Linked DNA regions of Mus musculus: region 2 is linked to region 1. A link is a contact called in public Hi-C data. All regions are on one chromosome and are shown on one strand. The core of a region is the stretch at or near the end of the contact, and the rest is flanking DNA. Distances in the headings are between cores, read along the strand shown.

Region 1 (5,345 bases), core at 1,982-4,481:
CACAAGGCATTGTTTCAATAGCATTGAAGAGATATTCTCTGCAGGCAGAAAGTATAGCATGAATGGATACTGCAGAGCCCTGGCAACACAACAGGCACAGCGTAGGCCTGATTCATTACTTCCACGTCTGCTTCCCATCCTGGCACTCACTGCCACCATAACCCTACCAGTCCTTCCCAGTCTCCCTCCATAACACAAACGCCTTCTTAATTTTTCTATAATGTCCTAGCAGAGCAATGTCAGCTAAACTGGTCTAAAATAAACCTTTTGACTCAATATTGTCTAAAGCAATTCCCCTCACCTCCACTTTGGTTTCATACTCATTCATAGCCACGTCTTTAAATTTAATTGTTTTTGGTTTTTTTTGGTTTTGGTTTTGAGACAGGGTCTCTCTGTGTAGCCCTGGCTGTCCTGGAACTCACTCTGTAGACCAGGCTGGCCTCAAACTCAGAAATCTGCCTGCCTCTGCCTCCCAAGTGCTGGGGTTAAAGGTGTGCGCCACCACCGCCCGGCTTTAAACTTAACTTTTAATGTATGTTTTGCCTTAACGTGTCAGACACCTTATGTGTGATGCCCATGGAGGCCAGAAGAGGGCACCACTTCCCTGTGACTGGACTTACAGCCTTGTGAGGTGTCCCGTGGGAGCTAAGAACTAAAACTGGTAAGCAGTAAACCATACTTTGCAGGAGCCACAGTGCCTTCTAAACCTCAGTGGTCATCTCTCCAGCCCCTGGGGTTGGTTTTGTTTTTGACACAGTATGCAGTCTGACTAGCCTTTGACTTCTTGACAATGCTGCTGCACTGATCTCTGGGAGCTGGAAATAGACACAAGCTACCACACACAAAAGCTGGAGGCAGTCTTGACTAAGGGTCATAGAAACATCTACTGACAGTCCGCTTGTCATTCTGCTCATTTCCCCTTTATGAGCAAAAATACTGGAAATAAAGCAGTGAGTGAGTCCCAGGCACCTTGGCAGAGTGTGTGGATACTCACCTTTCCTTGGGATCTTTAATGTAAGTGTCAATAAGGAGACTGTACATTTCAGAGTGTATGTTTTCCATGGCAATTTGGAAGCCATAGAAACAGCGGGCCTCTGTAACTTGAACTTCTTGGCTAAATCGCTCCACCTAGTGGTAGTAAAATGAGCCAAAGTTAAATTTGAAGAACTACTGGTTGCTTCACTTTCTCCACACTACCAGTAGAGTGGCCCGGCCTGCTGGGATTGTTCCTAGGCCTGCAGCAACAGTGAAGGGGGAATCTGAGTAAGAGGCCATTTTGGTGTACTTACTGAATTCTATTCTAGGCCAGCCAGGATTACTGTGAGACCTTGCTTCAAAAATGTAAGTAAAACAAAACAAAAAACCCAGGTATATATTTAATACAGTTTAATCCTATATTTTTATTAGTTCTTCATGATTTGCAAGCAAGCTCATTATTTCACGTCATACGCTCAATTTACCAATTAGGAAACACATAACTCCTAGTTTGCCATTTATTTTAACAAAACTATCATGTGCTCCTAACCTCTGTGGCACACACCAGGCCCCACAGGGTTTCTTTTAACACTGTTATTCCCTAATTCTGTTTCAGTTCATTCCAAGGACCCACTTAGAGTTAAGAAGTATACAACCAAAGTCTTATAGAAATCCACAAAAAGTTAAGCATGTAGGTACAAAGAGAAAAACTCACTACTGCTCCTTAGCAGAGGGAAAGACTAACATGATGAACGTTAACATAACATTCATAGCTCTTAAAAAGTTTGTTTTGCTTGTGCTTGCCTGGGAATGGGTCCGTGCATGTATAGGCAAGTGCCCAAGGTCAGAGTTGCCTTGGTGAGAGGAGCTCACCAGCAGATGGGAAGCAGTCCAACAGGGGTAACTCATAACAGAACCTGGGTCTTCCGCCCAAGCAGGAAGTGTGTTAACCAGAGCGGAGACTGGAGTCAGTCATCTATCCCTCCAGCCCCGCTTCAGGGCAAAAGATAGAGAGCCAGGAACCAGTTCTGGATCTAAGTGAATTATGGGTATTTCATGCCAACTCACCAAGTTCTCATTGACTATGCCATCACTCGCTGCAAAGAAAGCCAGAACGTGAGATATAAAATGTCTCTCATCGGGTTTCAGAGCTTCCCAGTGCTGAATATCCTTGGAAAGGTCCACCTGAAGTTTAGAAGTTCACGATTAGCAGGTCTGTAGGTCTCTCTCTCTTTCTCTCTCTCATACACACACACTTTAAAACTGAAGTCCCCCAAACCATCTCATTACCGAATTCTTCACATCCATTATTCCCTTTGTTTCAGGGAACACCCAATATCTCAGTGAGCTACCATTCCCAAGGGCAAAAAGTTGTGACGGCCATGCGGGAGCCTTCTGACACACAGCAAGTCCTGAACGATTACCTCCTCGGCAGTCCAAAAGGAGGCCTCGGCTTTCTTGTACATCTGCCAGATATCATGGTACTCGATGGGAAAGACAACGAAGCGGCGGGGGTTTTCTCTCAGTAACGGCTCATCCTCAACGCTGGGGTTAGTAGGCGCTTTACTTTCCTGTTGGATGAGAGAGAGTGCCAAGTGAACCAACCCCCAAATGCCAACCGAACCGCAGGAAACTGCTAGCCAGTGTCTCATCAGATCGAGTACTTTCAACGATTGGTAATCTCGTGTGCTTAGCTGTCACGCTGCACTCTACTATTACCATAGGCCGACCCGAGTAGGACATTCTGAGGAGACACTTTGGCGGGAAAGAAGAGTCAAATAATTCAGCTGGGACAATGCAGATTTAGCGCCAACGAGCGGGCGCCCTCTACTGGGAGCCTAAGCGACCCACCTCAGCCCCACACGGGCCACTCACCAGCTCGGCGGAGTCCTGGAAGATTCTCCTCGCAGCTTTGCTGGCCAGGACGCGGGTGCTGCTGAGAGTCGGGGGCTGTAGGGGGACACGCGTGGTGAATGGCGGTAGGCACCCTCCACCCTCCCGGGTCCGGGAACCCACGACCTGCCAGTGCACATCCAACCCAGCCGGCACCTGGGCCGCCCTCACCGTGTTCTCCTTGTCAGCCAGGGTGAGTCGCTTCAGCGGCGACAACTGCAGCTGCTGCTGGTCAGCGATGGTGGCGAGCGGGGTGCGGACGGAGAGCATGGCGAACGAGGGCAGCGGCGGAGACGGCGAGGAGCAGGCGAAAACAGCTGGAATCCGGTGCACCGCCGACTGCCAGCGCCCGCGCCCTTTAAAGAGCCACCCAACCGCGCGCTCCGAGGGGGCGTGGCCTCGCCTCCCATTGGACGCCGCTGACCCCGCTCGCCGCCCAGCGCGGGAGATTTGAGTTGCGCCGCAGGCCTTCCGCACAAAGACCTTTAAGGAGCCTGCGCCGGCCGGGTGCGCGGGCGCTCGCGGGGCCGGAACCGGTTAGGATTGCGAGAGCCTTGGGGATTGAGCGCGCAGGGGGTCGCCGGGCGGGCGTTGCCGCTGAGGTTGGTGCCAAGGGTGGAGTGACGCTGCTGGCCTCTGGGACACGTCGCCTTGACTGTCTTCATGTCCCAAGTAGAGGGGTGCGGGGGACCCTGGTTTCTTAAAGAGATTCGGGGTCCCGAGCAATCGCACCGGCCTTGTGGGATTAAGGGGGTCCTCAAACTAGGGTTCCCTAAAAAGCTGTCTTCAAACTCATGAAGGGGTACGGATGCAGCCTTGGGTTCCTTTTCTACCCTGCCCCTCCTGTCAGACCCCTGTCCCCTCTGTCCCAATTAGTTTAAAAGCTGCCAGACGATTACAAATTCCAGGAAGCTCACAGGATGGTGACGAGTCATACATTCATTTTACGACTCTGGGCGTCCAGTAGTCTAAAGACGAATCTGCAAATTCCTGTGGTGAGGGTGGAGACAAGAACTCAAGTTTCCATCTTTCTGATTTGCCCTACGGGGTCCAAGATACCAGAGATAAAGCGCTGAGATGGGACACTGAGATCCCGGGGAAAAACGTGGAACCTGGGAAGGCTCCACTGACTCTCCCAGGTCAAATATTTTAAAAGAGGACGAGGGGAGGCTCCCCTCTGCTTGTGTCCTAAGTTCTCTCACTGTAGATGCTGTAAAAAATCTCTGAACACCATGTGGCAGCTCAAAGTTAAAGCAGGCGGCATCCACCGCTGCACAATTTATTGATGCTGGGGACAAAACCCAGGACTTCTTCCATGCTAAGCTAACTGGGCCATATCGATAAATATTTTAAATCACCTCTAGCAAAATTGTCAGTTCTTTTTTTTAACATATAATTTCTAATTCACATTCCATTCCTCCGTTATCCGAGGGGTTTGCCTTTGGCTCCTCTAGCTCCTGGTGTACTCAGTACAAATGAGGTCTGGCTACTAAAATAACACTCGACCACTGAGGGAAGGAGAAGGTCGCCGCCATTCTCTTCTCCCTGCTCACAACCTCCTCCAAACGCCTCTTCCTCCCGCCAAGCAGGCTGAGCTTAGTGGGCAGCCCCGCCTAGGTTCCCCTGTACCGGGACCTGTCAGGAGCTGAGCGCTTTTGCTTCTGGCGCGGTTTTTAACCTCTGCTCTGTGATTGGTTGGTTCAACTTCAAGATTCCCAGCCCCACCGGCCCGCGCGCGCTGCGGTCACTCAAGGGCAAGTCCGCTTTCAGGTGACCTTAGATGTGGAAACCGAGTCCCCGCAGGCATCCAGCGTTTCCCCGCCAAATCCTCTCAGCTGTCAGCACTCACAGTCCCTGTACAGCTTGATCATCATATACATGTTTAATCCAGATGGAAAGGGAAAACGGGTATTTTTAGGCCTGTTTTATAGGTAACTGAAGTAAAGGCCTGAGGGACCTGGAAACTACCCAAGGTCCCACAACTTTAGACCCTTGCTAACTCCTTTTCTTTCTTCTTTTTAAATTAATTTTGTGTGAGACGAGGGTGTAGTGCGAAGGTCAGAGGCCCACTTATGGAAGTTGGTTCTCTTGTATTCTGTGGGGTCACAGGGGTGGAATTTATGAGGTTAGGGTTGGCTGCTGAGACATCTTGTCAGACACTCGCACCTTTTTATTAGTAATGTTCCCAACATACGGAAAAACCGAGCAGGGCATGATGGCCCTGGTCTTTAATCTTAGCATCTGTGAGGCAGAAGCTGGCAGATCTTTTGAGTTTGAGGCCACCCTGGTCTATATAAATGAGTTCCAGGACAGCCAGGACTACATATATCCCAAAAAATATAAAAAAGAAAGCAAGGAAAAGAGAACTCCCCAGGGTTCGCCCACCAGTGTCCATTTGCTGTCTCCAACTTGCAGTTGCTTCACTCCCTTCTACACATGTGCGAAATTCATTGCTTTCTTCCCAGTACTTGAAAGTG
Region 2 (5,345 bases), core at 1,877-4,376, 310 kb before region 1:
GCACTGCATGCATGTGTCACACAGACATGCACATGCAGGCAAGCACTCAAATACATAATATAAAAATAAATGGATGTTTGAAAAATTCTGCCCTTCACTTTTATTTATCTGTAAAAATCTGGATATAACAGCCACATGCTTTAATCGCAGCACTCAGGAAGCAGAAGCCTGTGGATCACTGAGTCTGAGGCCAGCCTGGTCTACAGAATGAGTTCCAGTACAGCCAGAGCTACACAGAGAAGCCCTGTCTTGAAAATCACAAATAAATAAATAAATAAATCTGGATTTGCCAATTAATTTCTATCAAAAATATAAATGAACAATGGAAAATCAGAAGTTTGCATGCAACTGTCAATGCCCTACCTCACTGTACAGTTTGCAGGGTTAATTCTCACGTCACACTCACCTACCCTGCTAGTGTTCCTTATTTTATCTAAAGAAAGACTTCTGTTATAGTCTCGGAGTCTTTATTCCAGTGAAAACATACTTAGTTTTCTCTCTTATAAGATGATTTTTGCAAAGAACTAGATTAATCTCTTTCACAAACAAAGAAATATTTAACCTCTACATTCTGAGCAAATGTGTGTTGGGAATATCTAGAGCTATGCTTATGAAAATAATTATGTACAAGATAATAATTTAATAAATCATGAATGATGGCAACATCAAAATCTCTAAGAAGTCCTACCATATCAAGAATATAGACTCTTAGTAAAATTCAAAGCTATACATAAAAAAACACCTTAATAGCATGCATGAAATAATGTTTTAAATAGATATTCCTAGAATCTCTAAGAAAATAAGTATCAGTACAAAAGACATATCTGTACAGCAAGGAGGGTCATGCAGCTCACAGGCTTGTGTAAGGACAATCACAGGTGAAGGGTTTCAAAAGGCTGTGTAAGTCATCCAAGGGATGACAGGTGGCAATGGGAAGGAGGAAACAGGAAGGAGATTGCTAAGCTCTGAGGAGAACTAGGGAGGTTAGATGAAATCAATTAAGCTTTTGACAGCTTTTGTTGCGTATAAGAAATGAATATATGATATATTTGCTAAGATATGACTGAATAACTTAAAAGATATCAGATAGATCCATAACTATCATATGGTAATGTCCAAGGTTACTCGGCAAACAGCTGTTTCTGTGAGACAGAAAGTGGCCATCATTCTTTACCTCCTTAAAACCCATTCAATTCATTTTAAGAATCCAAGACTATCAAAAGCATGCTGCCTCTCACACAAAGTTCTGCTGACCATATCTTCTTGAGAAAATCATGGCTTGAGCAATGTCAAAACAGAAATTTAAAGTATTATCTTCATGAAAACTATTTGAATTGATCTTTTCAAAGTCTCTATCATTGCTTTAAGTGTCTAAAATACCAGAAATAAACTTTTATACTAAAACACTTCAATGATTGTCTAAAATGCTGCACTAAAAGGTAGACAGAAAATCTTTATCTACAGTTTTTATTTAACTTTCTTTCTTCTTACTAAATGTATGTTAACAAAAAAACCCTCAAATGATCTAGACAAAAGCTTTTAGCTCAACACATAATTGCAAGAAAATTACAATAATTGTACCAATTAAAATAATCTTGAATGAACAGTATGTCATCTTAATGTTCCAATGGTTTATAGAGGGATCTACTTAATTAGCTGAAATTGCTTTCCAGTGTTAGTATCAAATGTCATTTGTTAAAAGTTGAACAATTTAGAAAATAATTTAACAAAGCAATTTTACCAAACACCAAGAACCAACATTTTCTTTTTCAGCTGAATAAAGCAAGCAGATGTGTCATCAAATTGCTATAAAAATAAATGAGGCTTTTTATGGATTAAAAAAATAAATTTTACTACTAGCGTTAAAAATACTATTTTCCGATTGTTTTTACCAAATCAGATTTCTTTAATAAAACAAATGAATATCAATTATATACTGCTGCTTTTTGTCAGCTGTAAATAAAACTTTTTATTATTCAAATGACAAGCACCAAAGAACTGAGTATGGGTAAATGCAAACAGACATCTAAATTGCTAAAGTAAAAGACGGGTTCTCAATAAGCTGAGCAAACTGTCTTCCTACAGTTGTTCGTTGCCAATTATTTTATGTATTTTAAATAAAATCCCTTATGATTTTCAGATTGCTTTCTACACTATCTCTTTCTCTTTGCTGGATAACTACAAATGTCCTCTGTAAGTATTTATAGGCATATAAGGCATAGTTAAAAAGACAAGCACCTCAGAGTCACGCTACATCAGTCTCCTCTCAGACAGCAAGACCAGCAGGGCTGAGGGCTAAAGTGATAGGTTGGCTAAATCACAAAAGAAAGTTGACATGGTCTCATTTTGCCTCTAATATAAATTATCCTATATTGATACGATCAAAATAAAATATTCCCCTATAAAAATTCACTATAATTTATATTCATTATGATTTAAAAAAAACATTTCCCACCCCCCAAATAATTATTTTACAATATTTTATTTTCTTCATAAAAGGGTACAATAATTGCTATTATCTTTAAACAGCATGCAAGTGTTCCTCTCTCCCCTCCCCCAGCCCTACCCAGAGACAGGGTTTCTCTGTAGATCATGTTGGCCTCGAACTCACAGAGATCCATCTGCCTCTGCCTCTGCCTCCTAAGCACTGGGATTAAAAGCATGTGTCACCACATCTCAATTTAAGAATCTTTCTTGCCTACAAGACATATTTCAATTGAAAATTGAAAAAAATTTCAGAACTACCTATGAGATTCAGATGATGCGATCTGTATACAATGCAAACTTTAAATTTCCAGCAAAGCATGAGCAATTCTTTTTTTTTTTTTTTAAGATTTATTTATTTATTATATGGAAGTACATTGTAGCTGTCTTCAGACACTCCAGAAGAGGGAATCAGATCTCGTTACGGATGGTTGTGAGCCACCATGTGGTTGCTGGGATTTGAACTCTGGACCTTCGGTAGAGCAGTCAGGTGCTCTTACCCACTGAGCCATCTCACCAGCCCCGATGAGCAATTCTTTCTCTGCTTCTTGTCTGCCACAATGAAAGCAGCTCTGCTCACCCAGGCTTTCCTCAGCACAGCAAACCTTTGAAAGCATGAGCTAAATATAACCATTCTGTCCTTAGCTGCAGTCGCCACACTGAAAGTCTAACACACACAGAGAGTGAGTGCGAGACAAGTAGAGAGACTGCTCTGGCCATCCGTAAGAAACCTGAGGCCAGGTCTGCAGGGAGAAGCTGGAGAAGCTGGGGCTGTAAGCTGGAGAGGCTCCAGGATGCCCTAAGTAGAGCTGGTGGGCTATTCCAGGAGGAACTCGAGGCACCGGAATGTGGATGGGAACAAGGGCAGTGAGCACTGAGCATGGGGCTGCGGGCTCACTTAGTTAACTTAGTTTCAGTGTCACCTATCTGATCTGACACTGGGTTTGCAGACATGCAGAATGTAAATGTTACAGGGTCAAGGACACTAAGCATGAGATTTTTTCAGAAAACCCTAGGAAGACAGGCAAAGTATGGCAGGGTTGGTGTGAATGCAGGAAACAATGCATCAATCATGAATGTAGAGCTAAAGACACAAAAGCAGCTAAGGAAGTTAAATGCTCCTGCTACCTGGGACATAGCTTGAGGGAAGCTGCAGGCAATAAACCAAGCAATCCCAAGAAAGGCCACTGGGCGACGTTTTCAAAGCTATAGAGACAAGAATCCTACGCCTGTTGGCTTCTCACATCAAGACAGCAGATGCGGCTGGGTGTGGTGGTGCACACCTTTAATCCCAGCACTTGGGAGGCAGAGGCAGGCGGATTTATGAGTTCGAGGCCAGCCTGGTCTACAAAGTGAGTTCCAGGACAGCCAGGGCTATACAGAGAAACCCTGTCTCAAAAACAAACAAACAAACAAAACAAAACAAAAAGACAGCAGATGCCTGAACCAGATCTACAGAATCTAATGTCTGCCCTTCTGGGCTTTGGTTTTGTCCTATCCCTGTGTTCTAAGCCCTTCCCTTGCTTTGGGAAGGGAAATCTTTACTCTGTGCCACTGTAATCTGGAAATAGGTCATTTTCTTTTTGATATTGCAAGGGTTCACAGCTAAGAGTTTGTCTCGTGTCTCGAAAGACATACTTAACTTCAACTACTGAACAATACTGGAACTGTTAAGGTTAAGGACAGATGAATTGAACGCATTTTGCATGATGAGCCAGGCCTTTGAGGGGTGGAAATGGAAGGTAATGGCTTAGAGACTTGCTAAATACCAGGTTCACAAGGGCTGGACACCCATACAGGCAGCAGCATCCCCTACAGGCTGCAGGTGCAGGCAGAATAAAAAGTGGGAAGAGAAGCAAGCCTGCAAACACTGACATTCTCTCTGTCTTCTGGCTGGCATCCCGTGAGTTTCTAGTCCTTTATGCTCTCACAACACAACAGACTACAACCATGAACCAAAATAAATCTTTCTTCCCTAAAAAAAGCATAAGAAATAAAACACCAAGCAATTGTCTCTCACCAAAGAGCAGTAGACTAAAAAGTCTCCTTCTGCCCAGAAAATGACTTAGCTGGCTAATTTTTTAAGCCATCTTTCCTTCCCTGTCTATTTGTTCCAAATATGCATGCTTTGCTTTACTTTCTTTTCTTTTTTTTTTTTTTTTTTTTGGTTATTTTCGAGACAGGGTTTCTCTGTATAGCCCTGGCTGTCCTGGAACTCACCCTGTAGACCAGGCTGGCCTCGAACTCAGAAATCCGCCTGCCTCTGCCTCCCAAATGCTGGGATTAAAGGCGTGCACCACCATGTCCAGCTATGCTTTATTTTCAATCAGGCTATATATAAGTCCTGAAAGATCAAGCATTTAGGGGCAAATGATATGGTATGTGTAATTTCCCACACAGAGTTTGGAAAAACTATGTTTGTGTTGGTATAGATCTATAAACATAAAGAGAGAACAAGACTCGGAAGGCCACATGATTGGAACTGATGAAGCAATGAAGTCAACAGTAACAGATGAGTCTGAAGGAAGGATGGGGATGTGGTGTTGTTTGTACTATTCTTATTCTTGCAAAATTGCTTAAATAGGGAAGAAAATTAAACATGTACATACTTCAAGAACATGGCATGCTTTTTATCTCTCCCTCTGTTCACCCAACCAGCCCCTATACCATATAAGAACACAAATGGCATAAGCTCCGGCTCTCAGTGAGAAAAATTACACTCAGTATATGCTAATGAAGAAATCAACCAGGTTGAACAAAAGAAACTGAAAGAAAGCATCTAAGCACCAAAATACCTACTAATCTTGGCTTCTTAAGAAAAACAAGTTGGGCTGGTGTGGAGTAGCAGTAGAATGCGCTAA

Evidence for each region. Hi-C and Micro-C count contacts between places; a contact is called where the count stands out from the background.
Region 2: a Hi-C map of cortical neurons shows a contact between it and region 1, with 3 times the contacts expected there. The contact joins the enhancer-like site here to the promoter of Rrm2 in region 1. A contact is called at or near these places in 2 of 39 promoter capture datasets (embryonic stem cells and maxillary cranial neural crest), 1 of 15 datasets of contacts at CTCF or cohesin (embryonic stem cells), 2 of 484 Hi-C or Micro-C datasets (cortical neurons and embryonic stem cells), 5 of 115 datasets of contacts at active chromatin or transcription factors (embryonic stem cells, extraembryonic endoderm stem cells, fetal liver and 1 more) and 3 of 9 other capture datasets (adipose tissue, embryonic stem cells and pancreatic islet).

The regions. Positions count from the first base shown.
Region 1 is chr12:24,706,140-24,711,484 of GRCm38.p6, reverse strand. It overlaps Rrm2 (ribonucleotide reductase M2), which reads right to left and starts at 3,231. Exons shown (of 10, transcript NM_009104.2): 1 at 3,040-3,231; 2 at 2,851-2,925; 3 at 2,400-2,546; 4 at 2,044-2,160; 5 at 995-1,128; 6 at 1-38. The coding sequence starts at 3,138.
Region 2 is chr12:25,019,027-25,024,371 of GRCm38.p6, reverse strand. The region is part of intron 22 of Kidins220 (kinase D-interacting substrate 220); the gene reads right to left. Among named protein-coding and RNA genes, the nearest start is that of Gm36236, 46 kb to the right of the region's middle. Within about 2 kb of position 3,126, at least 10 of the 459 cell types and tissues checked have an H3K27ac peak or open chromatin away from gene starts, as enhancers often do. A contact at or near this core is called in cortical neurons, where this site is marked.